Regions from separate parts of the Mus musculus genome. Here region 2 is linked to region 1. The links are chromatin contacts, called in public HiChIP or PLAC-seq maps. All regions are on one chromosome and are shown on one strand. The core of a region is the stretch at or near the end of the contact, and the rest is flanking DNA. Distances in the headings are between cores, read along the strand shown. Region 1 has its middle 15 kb from the start of Gm51682. Region 2 has its middle 42 kb from the start of Gm34770.

Region 1 (4,243 bases), core at 1,065-3,564:
CTGCGTTTGCGGATTTGCTGGAGTGGCTGACCAGTAAGTCCCAATGATCCTCATATCTCCTTCTCTCCAGGGCTAGGATTACAGGCACACATCGTCATGCACGGCTTTCTAAATGTGGGTTTTAAGGGTCAAACATTTGCCCAGTCAGCACCTTTCTGACAGAGCCATCTCCCCAGGTCCCAAAGGCTACTTTGATTGTGCTTTCTTTTTAGCTACCTTATTTTTTTTCCTTGAGAAGTTTTAAGACTTCCCGCTGCTTGGTAGAGTCCAAGAATCTTCCTGGTCCATTAAGTGTGTGTCTTCTTTGCTTTACACCTGTTCAATTCAGAGAAAACTGGAGGCAGCTATTGCTTTTTGCCTTAGCTTGCCTTCCTTTCCCTTGGGAACTGGGGGAACTTTCCCTAGCACACTCATTGTGGTGTTAAGGAGTCCTTTCTCTCTCCCTGCCCCAGGGTAGCCATCTGAATGCTGTATCTCTCCAGCCTGAGAAGGTGCAGAGAGGGAAACACTGACCAGAACAAAGCCAATTAGAGAACGTCTTTGAGCAGTGATCATAGTGCCGAGAAACAAGACTATATTCTTCCTCTTCTGGAGTCAGAGGAGTCTAGGTACAAGGATGAGGTGAAGTTGGAAGTGGTAGAGACTCTTAGCCACCATAACAGAGAGCCTGCCTGGGGAGCCAACCTGGAGAGATAGGACAGGCTAGTTAGGGCGAGAGAGGGAAGGAGTGGAGAGAGAGAAGAGGGGAAGAGGAAAAGAGGGAGAGGAGGCAGAAAGAGTGGAACGGAGGGAGGGCTGGAGGGTGGGTTGGAGGGAGGGAAGGAGGGAGGGAAGGAGGTGTAGAGAGAGGGGGGAGGAAGGGAGGGAGGGAGGGATGGAGGAAGGGAGGTGTAGAGGGAGGGAGGGAAGGGAAGAGGGAGGGAAAGGGGATTTCCACGGTTGGTCTCTGAACCAAAGCTGGATTAACCAATGTATTACTTTCTTTCTTTGAACCCTTGCAGTTGGGTTTCTGTCAGATGAAACCAAAAGAGTTTGATAATACGGTAGTCACCTTTAACTGGAAAATCCCTCCCTGTCTTCAGCACAGGGGAAATTTCTTTATTGTGTGATGAGTCCTCTTCAAAGGCTTCGGTTTCCCAGCCAGTACTCAGTCAGTTGGGCGCTGGATTTCTGAGATTTACTTCATCTTTTTTTTTTTTTTTTTTTTTTTTGTCTTCCCCCTTTCAGGAGACCACGTCAACATTTAATGTGTGTTCTGAGCTACCCCGTCGACTTGACTGATCCTTCCTTCCCTTCCAGGTCTTTTATGATGCTTTTCATTTTAGCCAACAAAAATTTAATTTCTAAAAAAAAAAAACTCTCTCAATTTTTTTTTTTCTTTTCTTTTTCTCAAGACAGGGTTTCTCTGTGTAGCCCTGGCTGTCTGAAACTCTGTAGACCTGGCTGGCCTGGAACTCAGAGATCAACCTGCCTCTGACTTTTGAGTGCTGGGATTCAAGGTGTGTGTCAATAGTCCCAGTTTTCTAAAAACCTTTTATCACCTTCTTGTTCCTTTTGCCTGCCATTCTGAGCTGCTTTTGTTTTTATGGCGATAAAACCCTTTCTTCATTCATTTTCGGGGGCTGGTTATTTATTTATTTATTTATTTATTTATTTATTTATTTATTTATTTAATCAATTGGTCTATAAACTCTCCCAAATCTTTAAATTCATCTAAACTTCATATTTATAGATAATAATAGAGTAATAGATCTAGCCAGGCATGGTGGCACATGCCTAAAGTCATAGCACTTGGGAAGCTGATAGGGGAGGATTGCAAGTGTGTGTGTGTGTGTGTGTGTGTGTGTGTGTGTGTGTAATGGAGATACAGAACCAGGGATTCATACAGCGTTACAGTTAGAGTGACTACTAACAAAAGCAAACATTAAGGGCTGGTGAGAGGGCTCAGTGGTTAAGAGTATTTGCTGTTGTTCTCTCCAAGGCTCGGATTTGATTCCCAGCCCCCAACACCAGAGCCTCACAGTCAGTCGCCCTTAACCAGGACATCTATTGCCCTATTCCTGCCTCAGTGGACACCTGCAGACAAGCAATGAATGTGCACGTGCTCAGGCACGCATACACGTAAAATTAAAGTCGCTAATTAATTAAAAAAAAAAGAACAATAGTAGTAATATAACAATAATAATGATGTTGGTATTTAAGGACATGTTAAAATTTCTAATAAGTAATAAAATTATGGTAAGTATATGAAATTGCTTTTTTAAGAAAAGGAAGTGAAAGCAACTTACTAAGAGGAAGTGTGAGGGGGATTTAGGTTTCTGAATTATGAAATGAGGGTCAAAGTTGCAGCGACTGAGCACTGTGTAAGGAGCCAAGACAATGCAACTGTCCCTGAGGAGACACAGAGATGTGTGGGAATGACTTCCAGTCCTGGGGCATCTCTGGGTCTGGCTACCATTGCATAGCCATTCCAAGTAGTGTGTGGGAAACTCGTCTATCAGCCAGCAGGACCTATGGTTTGGAAAACCACACTCCTGGGTATCAGCTGCATCTGAGACATGTGCATGACAAAAATGTATACTGCAGGACAGACCGAGTCCCGTTTCTCTGTGGTATCCTCCATTTTCTCCCTGATGCTGTCAGGGATGCTGGGAAGGGCCACACTACAGAAATGCAAGTTGTTCTCATGTGTATGCATGTGGGGTGTTTTGTTTTGTTTTGTTGGCTTTGGCTTTGGCTCTGGCTCCAGCTATTTACAATTTAACTCCCAGTGTATTTGCTGGAACCTGGGAAGGAGGGTCACATCATTCTTACCTGACAGGCGTAAGAACGTGGAGATCCTCAATGAACCAGAAAAGCAACGCAAGCTTAAGTTGTTGTCAGTTCAGCGGAGAGAGCCCTTAATTTGGCAGCCGAGAAAATGAAGCCATCAGCCCCACCTCTACCCCCTCCACCATGGCTACTCAGAAACCTCCAGTCTCTGTGCTCTTGGGTCTCGGTGGTCTCTTTGTGCTTCTGTTATTCAGCAGTCTGCAGACGGCCAGACGAGGGCTGCAGTGCTGGGGGAAGAATGAGAGGGAGAGAGCTCTGAAGAAGAAAGAATGACATAAATAATTCAGTGATTGCTGACCATGGGCCATTACATTTCCCATGATCTGTTTTACTGTAGCTGTTATGCCGTGTTAGTCACTGCCAATTCAATTGCAAACCAGGCGTTTCACTGGGCCTAAAGGAGCTGCCCATTGCTCCCAAGATCCAAGACCATGACAGCTTTGGCCTTGAGCTTGCTTAGGCCTCATCTTAAAAGATGGCCAAATGGATTCATACCACAGTGTGGGGGTGGGGGTGGGGGCAGCAGGCTTCTCCTAGCTCCTGTTTGTTCCTGAGCCACTTAGAGTGGGGGGGGGGGGGACAGTCACCTTGCCCTCACCTAGAGACCCTGCTGCTATCTCTAGTGCTCAGAAAACACACAGCTTTCTGGGAGGGGGACCATTTAAAGGGCTCACGTGTTCTATGTAAACAGTAATAATAACTACCAGGATTGTGTATGCTCTGTGGGTGTGAGTGCATATGTATCGTTTGCAGACGGACATATATGTATGTGTAGGACAGAGGGAAACCTTGAGTGTCATTCCCCATGAACACTACCCGCCTGTTATTTGAGGCAGGATCTCTTCCTGGTCTCGCCTGCCCCTAATAGGTTATTTATTTGCCAGTGCAAGTCTGTTGCCCTCTTTGTCCTCAGTGTCGTTGCTTATTGTGGGGTGGAAAGAAGGGGTCTGGCTACTGTGTCACTGAGCAGGTCATGTGCCAATGTGTCCCTCAGCACTGTTGTGGGGCTCTGGGGACTCATGAACTGATGGTTAAAGCAAGAGACTTAGTCTCTTGCGTCACCATGGGGACTGACCCGGTTGTTGTCTTTGATATCACAGGGGCGGGCCTCAGAGGCTGCAGAGGCTGCAGAGGCTGCAGAGGCTGCAGAGGCTGCAGAGGATTCTCCTTTAAGCTGCCTCCAAGCTGGCTTCCCTTCTCTGGCTTTGTTAGTTCTTAAATTCCCTTTTGTAAGCTAGGATGATGGACCCTCCTGGAGTGAGTGAGGGTTCCTGGGGATGCCACTTAGTCCATGCTGTGGCTGTGCATAGCTGGGGACCCACCCCATCGTGTGTGCTTGGAAGTTACTGAGTATCCCCCCTCCCTCTCCCCCTCACACACAACATACCGTGAGGGGGCTAGGCTCTATTTC
Region 2 (4,057 bases), core at 1,453-3,952, 460 kb before region 1:
TTGCAGAGACAGGATAAACTACCTGGGTTGTTTGTTTGTTTGTTTGTTTGCTTGCTTGCTTGCTTGTTTTTTCCCTTCCAAGCCCAGCATGGTGACTCAAATCCCTAATCCCAGTACTTGGCAGACTGAAGCTGGAGGATCAGGAGTTCAAGGCCAGCCTCAGCTACTCAACAAAGACTGACCAGAGCTACATGAGTCCCTGGCTTAGAAAAACTTAAAACAAGAAAGAAAGAAAGAAAAAACCCAAAAAACTCTGTAACACAACAATGTATTTGAATAACTTTTTTTTTTGTCACTAGTAAAGAATATAGAAAACAAGATCTCTTGATTCAATGAGCAAATAAAAATGGCCACACTGCAATGATCTTTCTGAAAGGCAGTCTCGTGAGATGGACATTCCTGGCTCTTGAGAGGCTGGCAAAAAGTGGTGAGTATTCAGAAAGCATACTGGCAATTTACACGTCAACCACGAAGAGGGCTGTGCTCGAAGGGGTCACAAGTCTTGAGACAGGTCAGAGCCATCACAGTAACCGCCTCATAAGAAAGGCATCCAGTGCTTTATCACGTATGGAGCAATCTCCTGACATCTGAGCATCCAGAGACAATCACCCTCACACTTACTATAGTTGTACCAGAGATCTTCAGATGGCTCACAGCTCAACCTGGCCTGGGGAAGAACTGCCTGCCTACTTGATGGACGTGAAGATGCTCTGCAGAGATTTCTCCAAGACCACGAAGCTAGCAAGGGGCCAGTCTAAGACTTGAACCCTAATCTCCAGTCTCAGACTTTAGAATAAAAGACAGAAGGCAGGTGTGGTGGGGCATGCTTGCAATCTCCACATTTGGAAGGCTGAAGCAGGAGGATCATAGTTTTAAGGATGGTTTGAGATGTCTAGAGAGCTCCAGGTCAGTCTGGGCTACATGGTAAGACTCTACGTAAGAATAAACAAACAGCCTGGCATGGTGGTGCACTCCTTAAATCTCAGCACTTGGGAGGCAGAGGCAGGCGAATTTCTGAGTTTAAGGCCAACTTGGTCTACAGAGTGAATTCCAGGACAGCCAGGACTACACAGAGAAATCCTAAACAAACAAACAAACAAACAAACAAACAAGACCTGATTTATCCTTGGTATTAGAAGCTGGGGCACACTGCTGGGGTCCTAAGGAATTTCCACTTTCTGCATATGCAACTAAGGCTGGGGTCACTAAAGAGATTAGCAGCCACTGAAAGTATATATTTTTATTTTATGTGTATGTGCCTGCATGTAAGTCCACCATGCATGTGCAGTGTCCACCGAGGCCAGGAGAAGGCAGAGATCTAGAATCAAAGTTACAGGTGGGTTTGAGCTGCCCTGTGGGTGTTGGGAATCTGATTCTTGTCCTGTGCAAAAACAGCAATTGCTCTTAACTGCTGAGCCACCTCTCCAGCCCTAGCAAGGAGGTGTTTTGTGGGAGAACTGAGCCTTGGGGTTCCAGTGCTGATTCTGTCAGGTTCCCCTTTTGGAAATAGAAAGGACGTTTCTGAGCTGATCTGTGAACTTCTGTGGAGGCTGGAGCTGTTTTAGTGTGTGTGTGTGTGTGTGTGTGTGTGTGTGTGTGTGTGTGTGTGTTATAATGCAGACAGACTAACTGACAGAAACACCTGACAGGAGAGGGAATTTATTTTGGCTCGTGGTTTTAGGCCATCCTAGCAGGACAGGGTTAGCAGAGCTGCTCACCCACAGGCAGGAATGTGACAGTGACTATTCACAGGGTGGCAGACCAGGTGGGGGAGTGGTCTGGAAGAGACTAGGTTGTAACCTTCAAAGTCCTTCCCTTGGTGACCCACACTGGCCAGCCAGATCTCCTGGATTTCTAAAACTTTGCTGACGAACAGGGAACAAGTGTTCGAATGTGCATGAGTTTGAGGCGAACTCTTCAGATTCAAAACGAAAAGACCCAGCAAGGGGCTAAGATGCGAGTGTCTGGAAAAAGCCAAGAAGGAGAAGGCTCTTGTTCCAATTAGGAATGAATTTGGCTGCACGCCATATAGCAACCAGCTCCACCGGCTTGATCCTGTTTACTAACGTCTTAGTGATAATAAGGGGTAGGGAGCCGTGATTTTTTTTTGCATGCCATGCTCCCCTCCGCGGCTCTGTGCCTGGTCCACATGCATACAAGCTGCCTATAAACCCAACACAAGTGCCATCCTGTCCAGCTTTCCATCCAAGAGTGGGAACTTGTGTGGGGAATGAAAAATCCCCGTAACTATGCAATGGCTGTAATCAGATGTTCACCCTGTGATACAAAGAGGCTGGACAAGGGAGTGGGTTTTTTGTTTGTTTGTTTGTTTTTTGTTTTTGTTTTTGTTTGACTGGACACACCATTACCTCCAACAAATCTAGAGTTTTGATGGGATAAAAAGAGAGGCCTGGGAGGATGTGGGAAGGCGACTACACTCTTGTCCTAAGATGGGGACCATTCTGAAGGGTTCTTTGACACTCAGCTTCTGCTGGGAGCGAAAGTCTCGCGTGTGGAGAATAAAGAATGGGAGTCGGGACGCACCAAGGAGTAGAGGACAGAGCCGCCATGCTACAGGTTTGCATGCCTGAGCTGAGAGAGGATCGTGTTCCCTGGGTTATCTCCTCCATCCTGTTCAGTTTCCTTAACCCCACTGGCTGGGGCTGCGAGCTGAGTCCCAGGCGCTCGTTAATAGCTGCTGGGTATGTGTACGTCTCTACCCAAAGACGTCTAACCGCAGACTTCCTCTTGACTCCTGGCAACAGGGAGAAAACAAAACCAGAGCGGTTTTCCTTGCTGAAAAGGACAGAACCGACTTGTTTGCTTAATAAGCCCAGATGGTGAAGCTTCACTTCTAAAAGGAGAAGCTACACTGCCAGGCCAAGGAGTCTTGGCTGGGCAAAGAAATCCCAGGACTCCACACGGAGATCCCCTGCAATTTAGAGGCTCTGTGGTCAATGAGAGGAAACCACTGCGCAGGGGCTCAGTAGGCTTGGCCTGGAGCACCGCTCGTGACCCACGGAGCCTAGCGGAAGGGATACACTCTGGGGCTCAGTAGACTCAGCCTACAGCACCTCATGTGACCCACGAAGCCTAGTGGAAGATAAACACCCATGCAAGGAAACCGAGGCCTTCTCCATTCCACTACCACGGGGCCTCTGACCACTTCCGGTTTCACAGACTTCACTTAAATACTTATTCCCCACCCCCTTCTCTCGTTTACTGGTATTAATTTTAGCAATCGATGAATTCCCATTTTGTCGTTTTCCGTTTGCCTGTTTCACTAATTCAATGATGTACATTCAACATTTTTATTCTTAGTTTTCCTTCCTTAACAACGAGGGCTTTTGAAACTGAGTATTTTTTTTTTCTTGAGGTCAGATTTTCTCAGGGTCCTTTTAGAATTTAGAAAAAAATTTTCCTCTTTTTATCAGTTTCTCTATGGTTTTGTATATATGTGTATGTGTTTGTGTGTGTGCGCATGTGAGTACAGGTGTGTGTGTGTGTGTGTGTGTGTGTGTGTGTGTGCAGGCAAGAGGAAGATGGCAAATGTCTTCTTTTGCCCTCCCCCTTATTTTTATTTATTTTTTATTTATTTTATGTATATGAGTACACTGTAGCTGTCTTCAGACACACCAGAAGAGGGCATCAGACCCCATTACAGATGGTTGTGAGGCACCATGTGGTTGCTGGGAATTGAACTCAGGACCTCTGGAAGAACAATCAGTGCTCTTAACTAACCACTGAGCCATCTCTACAGTCCCCTTATTTTTTTAGATGTATTTTTTTATGTGTATGTGTGTGTGTGTGTGCCTGAGTGTTTGTATTTGTACCATGTACATGCATGTGGCTGAAGAGACCAGAAGAGTGTTGGAGCTCAGGAATAGGCAGTTGTGAGCCACTTAACATGGGTGCTGGGGAATAATCGCAGGTCCTTTGGGAGAGCAGAAAGCGCTCTGAACCACCGAGTCATCTTCCCAGCCTTCCCGCTTTAGCTTTAGACAGAGTCTCTCCCTGAACCTGCAGCTCACTGATTCAGCTGGGCTGGCCAAACTCA

The links. HiChIP or PLAC-seq counts read pairs in DNA pulled down with a chosen protein or histone mark.
Region 2: an H3K27ac HiChIP or PLAC-seq map of acute myeloid leukemia shows a contact between it and region 1, with 3 times the contacts expected there. The contact joins two enhancer-like sites. A contact is called at or near these places in 3 of 484 Hi-C or Micro-C datasets (B cells, the C10 cell line and bone marrow-derived macrophages) and 4 of 115 datasets of contacts at active chromatin or transcription factors (acute myeloid leukemia, bone marrow-derived macrophages, embryonic stem cells and 1 more).

The regions. Positions count from the first base shown.
Region 1 is chr9:61,240,447-61,244,689 of GRCm38.p6, reverse strand. No RefSeq gene overlaps it. Among named protein-coding and RNA genes, the nearest start is that of Gm51682, 15 kb to the left of the region's middle. Within about 2 kb of position 2,314, at least 38 of the 459 cell types and tissues checked have an H3K27ac peak or open chromatin away from gene starts, as enhancers often do. A contact at or near this core is called in B cells, acute myeloid leukemia and bone marrow-derived macrophages, where this site is marked.
Region 2 is chr9:61,701,471-61,705,527 of GRCm38.p6, reverse strand. No RefSeq gene overlaps it. Among named protein-coding and RNA genes, the nearest start is that of Gm34770, 42 kb to the right of the region's middle. Within about 2 kb of position 2,702, at least 144 of the 459 cell types and tissues checked have an H3K27ac peak or open chromatin away from gene starts, as enhancers often do. A contact at or near this core is called in B cells, acute myeloid leukemia and bone marrow-derived macrophages, where this site is marked.